Linked DNA regions of Mus musculus: region 1 is linked to region 2. Evidence: chromatin contacts called from public Hi-C data. All regions are on one chromosome and are shown on one strand. The core of a region is the stretch at or near the end of the contact, and the rest is flanking DNA. Distances in the headings are between cores, read along the strand shown. Region 1 overlaps Epn2 (epsin 2). Region 2 overlaps Aldh3a2 (aldehyde dehydrogenase family 3, subfamily A2).

Region 1 (6,525 bases), core at 3,604-6,103, 300 kb before region 2:
GCATTGTGGCTTCTCTTCAGTGTGTCTTCTGCCCCCCACCCCTCTTCTGCTTCTGGATTATGAATACATTTCCAGGAACTCGTGGTAAAATGGGTATGTGGAACATATTGGCATGATACTGGTGGAAATGTAGGCACATTCACTTCACAGGCTGTTAGCTTCTTTTAGAAAGATGAAGTATGTGTAAAGTCACAGGAAGCTCCTAGGCTCCCATTTTGAGTTTCCATCTGAGACAAGAATACCCAGTCAATCAAATAATTTATTGATTGGGCCTGGATTAGCAGTATCATTGTGGAATGACCTGTGTTTTGAGGTTTGGAGAGGGAGTGGTGACAGACGACAGGTGGTGTTGTGTCCCTCAGAGTAGGTATTGATCCTTGATAGTAACCATGGAGCCTGGTGTAAACTAGTGGTTAAGGTTCTCCTTACTGTTTTTATTTAATATGTTTGAGTGTTTTGTCTGCATGCATGTATGTATAATTTGTATGATGCCCAAAGATGCCAGAAATGGGTATCTGAGCCCCTGGAATTGGAATTACAGATGGTTGGGGGCTACCTTGTGGTTGCTGGGATCTGAACTCCAGTCCTTTGTCCTCTGGAACAGCCAGCACTCTTAACTGTTGAGCCATCTGTCCAGCCCCTGTGTTTGACAGATTCCTTGCTGGGCTGCTCAGAGCCATGCAGTTCTAGGTTGGATGGCATTTCCCTGCCTAGCTGCACAAGTCTTAAGGACATATGTCTATGGGATATCACCCTAGCCTTGGAATTTTTTTCCAGGTTTTTTGTTTGTCTCTTTTCAGTACTCACTGTCACTTGAATTCTGACTACATTTTCAAGTATGTAAACTCTATCTCCCCAGTGTCCCCAGATTTAGTGACGTAATGGTTACAGTGTTTTCTGTCATGCTACTAGCAGGAGAGTAGATGGCCCCCCTCTCTTTTGTTGACTATGCTACTTTCTTGGGGAGCACTGAGTTCCCTTGATGTCAGCCTGGCATTTGTGCTGAGAGTCTAGTATGGATGAGCTGGGCTTTTGAGGCCCTGCTGGGGCTCAAGGAGTTCTTTACCCAATCCCTTTGCTGTTGCTAGCTTCCCACTCAGTGTTCTCAGGTGTTGCCTATAACAACATAACTTGCTGTGGAGTACAGGTATTTCATACAACTGAGCAGTCCAGGGCAAGGTAGATGTAGGGGGTCACATGATGTGATGCCTTGGCCCTCCTTTCCTTAAAGAATAGTGGCATTTGTTTCAGTCTCTATTTGCTTCCCTTTGATTTGACACATTTTACTAAAAAAAGTGCTTTTTGTCAATTTCCTAGAACTTGACTGAATATTTAAAAACAAAAAAGCCAAGAAAAAAAAAAAAACAAACCAAACAAAACCCCAAACAATAAAAAGCAAAACAACAACAGCAGCAGCAACAACAACAAAACCAGCCATGGAGCCATCTCTCTAGCCCCTTACTGCTTATGTTGAATGGGAGTTAGAATCCAGGGCCTCACTGGTCAAGTAACCTCTGCCACTGTACTGGTCACAGCATTTCTCCAGAGCAGCTGTTGTGCTCAGCTTTGCTCTTGGTTGGAGTTTTAACCAATTTTTGTGGTTATAATCATAGTCATTTTCAGAAACTTTTATTCATTTAAAGATTATTTTATTATTTTTTAAATTTATTTATTTATTTATTTATTTATTTATTTGAGACAGGGCCTGTCCTGGAGGAAGTTACTCTGTAGACCAGGATGGCCTCTAATTCTCTGCCTCCTGAGTGCTGTGTCTGGCTTTAAAGATTTATTTTTATTTTATTTGTATTAGTGCTTTGCCTGCATATATGCCTGGTTCCCTGAATTGTCGCATAGGTTCTGGAAATTGAACCTGGGACCTCTAAGTATGGGCCAGGCATACTGCTGGATATCAAATCAATCACATGACATATCCCAAAGTTGTGGGCATTAGGTGGATCTGAAATGACTTAACAACTTTGACACATCTGTGGTTAAGCTGAAATGCTCAATCCTCCAGGAAAAGAGCCAAGACCTGCTGAGGTGCTGGCTGAAGGTGAAGGAAATACAGAATGGGTAGTAGAGGAAGGTAGTTATAAATACCAATTAAGGCCACGTAACCAATTGCAGAAACGAGGATTATAAAGTAATATGAATGCCCATTGTAAATTTACTAATGCGTTTGCGATTGTACGAGGGATAGTTATATCATGTTAGGCGTATTTACAACCTTGTTATTGTTTCATGTGAACATGAGATATTATTTGTGTCAAGTTGACAAGGGGTGGATTGTAGTGGCTATTCCTGGTTGTCAACTTGACAATATTTGGAATGAACTACAATCCGGAATTGGAAGGCTCACCAGTGACCCTTATCTGGAGGCTTGGAGATCCTTATCTGGATCTTGGTTTGAAGATCTTGAGCCATAGTGGCTATGGATTCCAGAAGATTGAATCTCCGAGTTTAAGGAACACACCTTTAATCTGGGCTACGCCTTTCATCTGGGATTAAAGGTGTGGTGGAACACACCTTTAATCTGATCTACACCTTCTGCTGGAGACAATATAAGGACATTGGAAGAAGGGAGTCTAGCTCTTGCTCTTGCTCCTTCGCCTGCTTGCTGCGTGAGACTGAGTAACTGCTAGATCCTTGGACTATGAGATATTATTTGTGTCAAGTTGACAAGGGGTGGATTGTAGTGGCTATTCCTGGTTGTCAACTTGACAATATTTGGAATGAACTACAATCCGGATTGACTGGAAATCAGAGGTGTCTTTTTCTTCTATGAGGCCCAACCTGTTACTGCATACAGTAAATTACAAGTGAAAAACCTAATTAAATCAGATGTACAGTCACTCTGAAAAAGGTTTTATCTGTTTTCTGACAGGTTTTGGGGATTCATGAAAGCTGAACAGATGGGTAGAGAGGCAGAACATGCCGCCATCTAATGGAGTCAGTGCTCTGGCCTCAGGCACAGACAGGGCTCCTCAGCCTATCTGAGTGAGCAGAGAAGGCAGCTGAGGCTTTATGAATTGTCTCCTTATCTCTGTGGCTGTAGGTGATGAATGACCATTGTATTCTTTGTGTCGCCTTTTTGTTTATTTTTCATGCACCCATTGCCTGCTTAACTGAGTCTTGAAGAAAGAAACTAGGGATGTCTGGTATTTCTCTGACAGAAACACCACAGCAATCCAGGGAGAGGAAGGTTCACTTTAGGTGCCAGGTTCTGGGCTGCCTGAGGATCTGTAGGGAGGGTCTCAGCCTGTTACAGTAGCCAGCCAACTTTAAGATTCCACACCTTGTATTTTATATTTCTGATGGGAAGGAACTACCTCTACTGTTACAAGGAATTAAGCCATAGGGACTGAGCAACTGTAGCAGGGCTGCCGAGGGCCCTTGTTTTCTCTCAAGTCTTCAGTTGTCTTGAGATTTGTTTCTTTATCTTACAGATGAGGATTGTGGCCTGAGGACAGGAATACTGTTTGTAAGTGTAATATCGTTTATTCAGGTGTTTATTTCATGTTGGGCACAGTGTTGGATCCTGGCTCTTCACTGTGAATGGGACAGATGGCGATCACCATACATGCTGGAGATGGGAGATGTGGACCTTACTCTAGCTCTTGTTCATCTGAAGAAAGGAAGGAGATGTGTGCACTGGAGCCTGTGATTCAGCTCTGGGGTTCGGCTTTCCTCTCTGAGATGAGGTGTTAGGCTTGTCCCTGGTCAGAAGATCCTGAGAGCTGGGGTATATGGGGAATGGAAGGTGGTAGTGTAGGTTGTTAGCTTTTCTATAGAAGAGCAGTCAGCATTTCACTAATTCATGCTCAGGAAGGGTCACAGAGAAATGGCACTTAAGGAGAATTTTCTAGGCAGTTAGGGGCTCATGAGCCAAAGCCCAATTTTAAAGTCATAGACAGGCATTTTAGGCTTAAGGTATTTTTGAAATGAGACTTTGTTGCCCCAACACGGAAAACTCTAAGGACTGGACAGGAGTACATCTCAGTGCTGAGGTACATAGTTGATATGCATGTGGCCCAGAGTTCAGTACCCAGCACCAAAGGTTAAAAATACATTTATCACGACATCTCACCCAGTACCTCAGTTTTCCTACATTCGGCTTTTGTTTGGCATTAAAGATAGGCCGCAGTAAAGCCGGGTGTGGTGGTGCACGCCTTTAATCCCGGCACTCAGGAGGCAGAGGCAGGCAGATTTCTGAGTTCGAGGCTAGCCTGGTCTACAAAGTGAGTTCCAGAACAGCCAGGGCTAAACAGAGAAACCCTGTCTTGAAAAAACAAACAAACAAACAAACAAACAAAAAACAAAACAAAAAGATAGGCCACTGCAAGCTAGCCACTCCGGCAAAAACCTTAGGAGATAGAACAATGATCATGGTGTTTGCTTAAGGTTTAAATGAGTTTATTGTTTAGCATGTGGCATTTCTGACCTGATCTTAGTTTTGAAAGCAGGATGGATGTTTTTGTATCCATGGAACTAGGTATGTTCTTGTACACTGCTTGTCTTGGGCTCTCCCATCCTCACCAGTGCTTCTTATAAAAGCAATGTGTTCTTTTTCTCTCTAGGGCATGGCTGCCAGCTTCTGGGACCTGAGGCTTTGGAGGAGGAAATGACTGTGGAGGGCCATTTTGTTCCATCTGCATTTCTGACACGGAAACTTCCTAGGGTGCAGGCTTAGGGGACAGGAAAGTTTCTCTTGAAGGGCTTCACATTTGTAACAAAGAAGATAAAAATGACAACTTCATCTATCAGACGGCAGATGAAAAACATTGTGAACAATTACTCAGAGGCTGAAATCAAAGTCCGGGAGGCCACCTCCAATGACCCGTGGGGCCCATCCAGCTCTCTGATGACTGAGATTGCTGACCTGACCTACAATGTGGTAGCGTTCTCGGAGATCATGAGCATGGTTTGGAAGCGACTTAATGACCATGGCAAGAACTGGCGGCATGTATACAAGGCACTGACACTGCTGGACTACCTTATCAAGACAGGTTCTGAGCGGGTGGCCCAGCAGTGCCGTGAGAACATCTTTGCCATACAGACTCTGAAGGACTTTCAGTACATTGACCGTGATGGCAAAGACCAGGGTATTAACGTTCGAGAGAAATCAAAGCAACTGGTTGCGCTCCTCAAGGATGAGGAGCGGCTGAAGGTTGAGAGAGTTCAGGCTCTCAAAACCAAAGAGCGCATGGCTCAGGTGGCCACTGGCGTGGGCAGCAACCAAATCACCTTTGGCCGTGGCTCCAGCCAGCCCAACCTTTCTACCAGCTACTCAGAGCAGGAGTATGGCAAGGCTGGGGGCTCGCCGGCATCCTACCACGGCTGTGAGTAAACAAAGTACCTCACCTTTATGCGAAAGCTGAGTGGCAGGTGCTGGGGCTGAACACCTGAGCACCTTAGTTCTCAGCCTCTGGCTGAGACCCAGGCGACAGCGTCCTCGATCTAGATTGAGTTACTTACAAAGGGGCTTTTGGTCCCCCTGGCTGCTCTGTGGGTCTTCTGGGAATTTAGTCAAGGCTATGCCATGCTTCTTAAGTTCTTAGGGGAACGTGGACTCCAAGGCCAGTCTCGCCAGATTATTTTTTTGTCCTAGAATGTCAGTCAGCCAAGGGATTGTCCTGCTTTCCAAACCTACAGGGACTCAAATACCTAGTAGCCAGGAGGAAATGACCCTTGTACTTGATCATTTATTTCTGAATCTTGCATTCAGTGTCTTTTTCTACCAACTGAATTGCAGGTCTCTATAATAGCTCAGTCCTTAGTATTTCATTAACCAGACAAGGTTGGATGTCTCTGTTTCACCTAGAAAGGAACACTCTAGGTTAGCATCAGTAAGACTTTCTCCTCACATATGCAAAAGAGTCTCCAGGATTTGATTTGTATGGCTGGGTCTGTGCTGTGCAGGACTGATCTGCGTTCTGATTGTGTGTTGGATCACTTTGGGTCTTTGTTCTATATTCAGAAGACGTTTCAGGGAGAGGAAGTGGTGTTTGGGCCTTGTAGAAGCTGATTTCTGATCCTGCTAGTCTCCTGGGCACTGCCAAGAAGTTATCTCAGGCACACTACACTGTTCATCCTCTATTTCTTAGGGCTGGGCAGCTACTAAGGATCCTGAACTCAGAGAGAAAGGTGGCTCTGGTGGCCCTAGGATGCAGTAGAAACGGGCTTCCAAGCCTATATCCTTCAGAACAGTACATTATGTCAACATAACAGAAACCTTTTTGTTTTTTACTTTCTGAAAGTGAGTCCCCCTGGGTAGCCAGCCTGGCTGCAAACTTGCTATCTTCCTAATCAACCTTCAGGGTGCTGGATGATGGGTGTGTGCTATCTGCATGACCAGCACGGCAGAACACCTTTCCTTCTTAATTTGCTACACACCAGCATTTTCCACTTTTGTATAATAGGCTTCAGTTTGACTTTCTTTGTACCACCATTAGAATTTTGAGGAATGTATTTATTATGTAAGAGATTTACATATCAAAGTCAGGCTTCCTGCCTCTAGGAATTCTA
Region 2 (6,966 bases), core at 3,814-6,313:
TAATCTAGGCATCATTTTAAAGGGACATGGATGGGTCCTGGTAATCTGAGAGAAATGTATAAGAGTAGTGTCTAGGCTGAGTCTGGCAAAGCCTGCGTCCTGATTAAAAGTGAGTGGCCACATGTTGAGCTGCACCGCTGCCTCCGTCAGTCCGGGAGGATGCACCGTGCAGCGCCAGTCCACAGTCACTATCTGCATGTTTAATGTTTGTTTCATAATTTGAGAATATATATTTTTAAATCTCAGTTGTTTCATTTTTAATTAAAAATAAACCCCTTCAGCTTAGGGATTCACTGTGGCAGTTCGGGGCTTTCCCTCTTTTCCCTTTTTTGAGGCTGGAGATCTGGTTGGAGGTAGGCTTGGGTCTCTGGTCATTTCATTTGACATTGATCCCTTAGCCTAAGGTGCATACTATTGGTTGGGGTAGAATATCTCAGCCTCTGGGGTGACATAGAGGACCAGGCTGAGTTAGTGCTTCCCAGGCCTACCTTGTCCCCAAGAAGGCCCATCTAGCTATCAGTGCATCACACAAGGCAGCCTTGAGTTCCCGAAAGGGTGTGGCAGACAGGTCTTCCTTAGCCAGGGTCTTTAGTGGGAATGAGAGCATGCAGGCTTGATCCTTGGCTTGATTACAAAGTTAAGATTTTTGTCAAAGCTTCTACTTGGATCGTCCCTACAGAGTGTGGGGGAGTTTGCAATTTCCCAGGCCAATTTCAGCTTCTCCCATCTCCTTACTATCGGCCGATACATTCACTTCTTTTTTAACCTGGGATGGAGTCAGGTGGAGATCTGGCCTTTTCCCTTTGCTGCCTCTTTGCTCTCTTCTCTGACCTTTTATCCTGTTTGTATCAAAGCATATTTTATTCTAAACAGTGATTCAGAGTGTAGCTTGTGTTGCTCCTTTGGGTCTTTAAAAACATTCTAAAAACATTGATGCCGCTCTTGAACTTAGAAATAAGTTCCTTGCAAACTTTATATGCCCCAGTACAGGGGAACGCCAGGGCCAAAAAGGGGGAGTGGGTGGGTAGGGGATTGGGGGGGGGTATGGGGGACCTTTGGGATAGCATTGAAAATGTAAATGAGGAAAATACCTAATAAAAAAAATAAAAATAAAAATAAAAGAAAAAAAGAAAAAAAAAAGAAATAAGTTCCTCAGTTTTAGATGTCATGCCAATGCTTGGACTCCTACCACAGTGCCGGAATAGTGCACACTTCTGTAATGTCTGCTGCTTTGCACAGTGTGCAGTCTGCCCCCTCTGTCTTATTGTCATTATTGAGGAAAAGCATAATCCTTTATTTTCAGTTGAAGCGGCACTATGGCTTTTTAGGAACACATAGCTTTTTCTTTTTTTCTGTTATGAATTTAGTCTGGGCTTATGTTCTAAGGCTTGATGTGGGTGGGTTTTTTCATAACAGGATAACATGAATCCTTTTCTCCTCTCCTTAGGATCAGCTGTAATGACTTCCTTGTTGCCTCTCCTGAAGTATCACTCTACTAAATGGTTAACAAACCAATACTTTTAAAATTGTACCCAAACCAGGAAATTCACAGATGTACTGCAATCAAACCTAAGCTGTTGCCACAAACCACTAATGAAACTCAGTGTTTGAGCCAAATCTCCGCAATTGAGAGCAGTGCAAGTGCTGAGAGGATGTAGACTGGGCTGGGGCGAGAACATGTCACACTAGATCCCAGTCCACGATGATGAGTCAGGGAGACTCGATAACTGCTCCTTGGCCATTCATTTTCCTCCAGCCCATAGCTCTGCCCACTCCAGTGTCAAACACCGCCCAGGCTTTCCAGCTGACCTCTGTTATCTTGAGAGCTGAGGCTAGGTCCTCCCAGCTACTGTTAGGCATTGAGGTACTAAAACTGCAGGTGGGTATGTCCATCTCATCCATTGTGGCTTGAGACCGGCCTTCAGGAGTCCGCTCTCCATTTAAACATCCTTTCTTATTCATAGCGCACCACCCAAAGTCTGTGTGTTTGTGACAGTCTGTGGGGACTGTCCCAGTGCCTTTGTGATGACCTAAACTGCACTGAGTCTCTTGCCAAGAAGCAATGCTTTTTTTGTGAAGGCCACTCAGAGCATCTTGCAGTCACAGCTGTTCCTGAGCCTGAGGCCAGAAGATTCCCTAACCCAGGACTTTGAAGCCAACCTAGGCAACATGATGGGGACCCTCCCCATTCTTCATAAAAATCCCCTCAAGATCCTCAAGTTGAATGTTTTGTAGATCTTCAAGGATAAGCCTTCTGCTTATTCTCCTAGCACAATGCAAGGAAATTTTACTTTTTAAATCTTAGAGAGATTCCTACAGATCTATAAAGCATGGAGCCATTCCTGTAGTGAAGGGGGGGTTATTATACCCCAGGGCTTCAGAACTCACAGGACAGGGATTGCTGGAGAACACTGCGAGCTGTGGAGCACACTTAAGGGATGGGATGGTCAGAGGCGCTCCCGAGCAAGCGGGGCATCATTCTCCCTTAGATCCTAGTGTGGCTAAGCAGGGATGTGGCAGAGAGATCTGTGTGGATCTGGCTTCCTGCTGCTGGGGCCTGGCTGGGCCCAAAGCTCCAAGCCTCACTGCCTTCCTGGGGTCCTAATTAACTCGGCCTACTCAATGAGAACGTAACATGCTTATTGAATGTATAGCCGTGTTTGCTGAGTAACCTGTCCCACCGTTGAGGCTATCTGAAGTGTATTGTATGAAGGAAGTATCAAGAACAAATCATTGGCCCGTTATAGCAAATAGTTGCTTAAGTAGCAGTTGTCATAGACTAATCATAAAATATTTTGCACAAAATTTCAATGTTGAACTTGCACTTACTGTTGTTATAGTAAATTATAAATCACAGCTTCTAGCTAGGCCAAAATACTTACTCTACTGATCTTCAAAATAAATGTATTTCATAAATTATTGTGTGTTAATTTTGACCTCAGAAATGGAGATATGATGCAAAGTTCCTTTGTAAATCCATTTTTCCTTTCTATCCCTCAAGGATGTCGTTTGCTAACATTGGTTGTCATGCTTTTTTATTTGAAATTTTCTCAGACCTCACATTCTGTTCTGTGAGTATGTGATGGTCATTGTGCCATGTGTCACCACTGAGCCTAGAGCTGTGTCCACCAGTCACAGGCCCGAAAACAACCGAGAATTTGGATCAGCGCCATCTGCCATCCTGAGGCTGTGTGACCAGACAAGCTGGGCTTTACAGCTCTGCTCACACCGTAGCACCGCTGTAAAGGAGAGCACCACAGAGCAAGCACTTCTCAGTCTGAGACAGGTGAACTGAGGCAGAGGAGGGCTGCCTGGCCGGGCTTCCCACCTGTGGCCTCCAGGGTACCCAGAGCTGCCTAGCTAAGGGCTTGCTCACCCTTCTCACAGCTCCACAAAGACTGGTAGACAGCGCCAGGAAAGACTGGAATGTTATCAGTGCTTTTTGAAATTTTGTTTTATTTAAAATCCAATTTATATCCTGGAAAAAGACCAACCATCTCTGGACTCTCACTCTTCGGTTAGGCTAATGTTCCAAAGAACAGTCTGGGTCAGAGATGAGAAAGCCTGGTTGGTCACAGCATAACCATCACTCTGTGTAATTGAGTGTCACCAAAAGGTGCCAAGGAAGTGTGCAGGATCCTTCTGCACTTGATCACTTGTTCATGGAACGGGGGGTATATGCTGGTGACGGATGGATGCCTGGCTTTCTTTGTTTCTCACTTCCTATAGTGTCTAGAGGGCTCTAATGACAGTGGCCCAACTTGTGAGAAGATGCTACTCCTAGAGGAGCCCCCAGGTGGTGTTCCCATTTTCTCTGCTGGCTGGATGTGAAAGGATACCCCTGCCCGGAGTACATAACACTCAGCCTTGACCCCATCATGAAGTTAATTCTGGGGTAGCTGTCCTAAGCACTGCATAAACAGACTCCAGAGTACAGGGACAGGGAAATCGCACAGCAGGAAGTCCAGGTTACAGTGAGCTGCATTGGCTGGGCCTCAGGAGAGAAAATGCATGGCAGAATAGTATCATCCAGACAGCACAGGACTGATGATACACATGTGAACTTAGGCTGTGACAGCATGTACAAGCCCTGCACAGGTTCAAACCAGACAGAGTCCCAGCACTGAGAAGGAGAGGTGGACACAGTCCCATATCTGTTGGGAAAGGACAATTGTATTTTCTCCAGTGGAGTGTCATTGGTGTAGCAGCCACACTCCAGAGCAAGCCCAGTGCTCAGGAGTAGTGAACTCAGTGGCTGACAACAGTGAACTCAATGGTGTTTTGTGTACTTCCATTTTGTTTTGGTATTTTTTGTCTTACTGATTTTGGTTTTGGTCTGTTTTAATTTTGGAATGTTTTTGTTTTTATTGGTTTCCTGTTTTATTTTAGAGAGAAAGAAAAAACACGAAGTTGGGTGGGTGGAGAAGTAGGAGGATCTGGGAGGGACTAGGGAAGGCAAAGACTATGATCAAAATATATTGTGAAAGATAAAATTTAATGGGTGGTAATGGCACATGCCTTTAGTCCCAGCACTCAGGAGGCAGAGGCAGGTGGATCTGTGTGAATTTGAGGCCAGCCTGGTCTACAGAGAGATTTCCAGGACAGTCAGGGCTACACAGAGAAAACTTGTCTTGGAAAACACACACATGCACTCTCGAGTGCCCACGTGCACACACACACACACACACACACACACACACACACACACACATTAAAGCAGTCTGTAGCTGTCTTCATAGTAGGAGATTTTAAGCCTGTAGTCAGTTTCCTAGCTGCCAGGATGACTTCATCTGATTGCAGAGGCAAAGCCACACTGTAGTAGGACTCAGGCTCTGCTTAGAACATCAGGTCAAGAAGATGGTGTCAGGACAAGCTCATCTTTCAGGTCTCTTGGGCTGCTTGCCCAGGTCCAGGCCAGTTTGAACCCTTTCAGCACTGTGGGATAGCTTTGGGGGCTTCTGCCCTTTTTTGTGTCTATAACTGCAGATGCTAAGGCTTGGGTACCCTACATCCCACGCCCTCTGGGTACTTCTGGCTGAACAGTTATTCTGCCTACACAGACCAGGCACAGTGTGTGACTGGTTGCCAGCAGAAGCTGATGGACACTAGAGAGCAAGCTTCCAATCCAACTGCACATGACTGCAAAGCTCCGGGGGCCTGCCAGAGAGAAGTGGTGAATGAGACCAAGTGACTCCGAGTCTCCTGACATCCTCACACTGCCCACTCGTGGCCACCTATGATTCTTTACTATCAAGGCGAGCACTGTAGCAGTGAGATCACAGAGGGAAGCCAGTGGTACAGCACATGATGGCATGCCCAGGGTCTCCCAGGACTCATTGGGTACATTGATGACTGCCATTAGGAGACAACCTGGGCATGCGACTCCACCCAGCCTCATTTGCTTCTAGGGCTGAGTGTTCTCATCTCTTCTCTCCTGAGGAGTCTATGGCAGAGGTCAGGGCACTGCATCCTTCCTGCCTTCCTTATGAAGACCCTTGGGATTACATCAATTTAATCCAGCTATCACCCCACCTCAAGATCCTTAAAGTATCTGTAAAATCCTGTGTACCATCCAGCATAGGTTCTGAAATATAGGAGGTAGAGAAAGGATCTCACTATGTAGCTCTGGATGCCCTGAAACACTGTATATTAGACCAGGCTAGCTTTGAACTCACAAAGATCCACCTGCTTCTGCTTCCCTAGTGTTGGGATTAAAGAAGTGGCCTACCATGCCCAGGGTTTTTTTTTTTTTTTTTTTTTGGCAGGGGTGGTGGTGGCTGGGTGTGGAGGCTCACATGTTTTTAATGTATATAGTACAAAGTAACATTTTTTTGTCAGATACATGTATAATTTTATATGGTCCCTTCCTTTTCTCCAAATGCTCCCCGTGTGTGTGTGTGTGTGTGTGTGTGTGTGTGTGTGTGTGTGTGTGTGTTTAGACTGATGTAAGGTATAGTCCTCAGTTGCCTTCTACCTTATTTTTTTGAGACTATCACTGTCTGAATCTAGAGTTCACCAATTGTGTAGATGGGCCAGTGGGCACCAAGGACCTGCCCATTTCTGCCCTCAGACGGCTGAGGTTTCAGGCTTGAGCCACCATGTCTGCTTTTTACGTAGATGCTTGGGATCTGAACTAATGACAGCAAGTCCCCTCCCCCTACTTTTTCCAGAGTCCATATAATGAAAGGAAGTTCGTGATAGTTGTTTTTCTGGCTTACTTCACTTAATATGATTTCCAGATCTATGAGTTTTCCTGTGACACTATTTCCTCCTTTATAATGGAATAAAACTCTGTTGTAGACAAATATTATTTCCTTGTTATCCATTCATCAATGGATGGGCATCCAGGCAGCTTCTATGGTGTGGTTCTATGAACATGGTTGTCTTAGTCAGGGTTCTAGGATCAAACACCATGCCTAAGAGCAAGTTGGGAAGGAAAGGGTTTATTTGGCTGACACTTCCACATCTTGGCTTATCACTGAAGGAAACCAAGACAGGAATGCAAACAGGGTAGGAATGAGGGATGGGAGGCAGGAGCTGATAAAGAGGCAGTGGAGGGGTGGTGCTTACTGTCTTGCTCCTCATGGCTTGCTCAGCCTGCTTTCTTGGCTCTACCCCATCAATCATTAATTAAGAAAACGCACTCTAGCCAGAACTTATGGAAGTATCTCCCCAGTTGAAATCCCCTCCTTTTGGATAGCTGTAACTTGTGGCAAGTTGGCATAAAATCAATGGAGTTTGTGACCCCTGGGGTGGGGGAAAGCATAGACTCAATCTAATTATAATTAACAGATTTATTGGTTAGCTGCTAGGAGGATGAATAATCTCCAAGCCAAATTTGAGTTTGCTGTGAAGGAGGGTATCTTCGTTAAGAGTTTCCATTGCTAGGAAGAGATGCCATGACCAAGGCAACTCTTGTAGAAGACAATATTTAATTTGGGGCTGGGTTATAGGCTCAGAGGTTTA

Evidence for each region. Hi-C and Micro-C count contacts between places; a contact is called where the count stands out from the background.
Region 1: a Hi-C map of liver shows a contact between it and region 2, with 2.8 times the contacts expected there. The contact joins two enhancer-like sites. A contact is called at or near these places in 1 of 484 Hi-C or Micro-C datasets (liver) and 1 of 9 other capture datasets (embryonic stem cells).

Annotation. Positions count from the first base shown.
Region 1 is chr11:61,544,964-61,551,488 of GRCm38.p6, reverse strand. It overlaps Epn2 (epsin 2), which reads left to right. Exons shown (of 11, transcript NM_001252188.2): 3 at 4,578-5,339. The coding sequence starts at 4,745. Among named protein-coding and RNA genes, the nearest start is that of Epn2, 31 kb to the left of the region's middle. Within about 2 kb of position 4,853, at least 12 of the 459 cell types and tissues checked have an H3K27ac peak or open chromatin away from gene starts, as enhancers often do. A contact at or near this core is called in liver, where this site is marked.
Region 2 is chr11:61,240,803-61,247,768 of GRCm38.p6, reverse strand. It overlaps Aldh3a2 (aldehyde dehydrogenase family 3, subfamily A2), which reads left to right. Exons shown (of 10, transcript NM_007437.5): 10 at 1,448-3,017. The coding sequence ends at 1,459. Among named protein-coding and RNA genes, the nearest start is that of Aldh3a2, 23 kb to the left of the region's middle. Within about 2 kb of position 5,063, at least 4 of the 459 cell types and tissues checked have an H3K27ac peak or open chromatin away from gene starts, as enhancers often do. A contact at or near this core is called in liver, where this site is marked.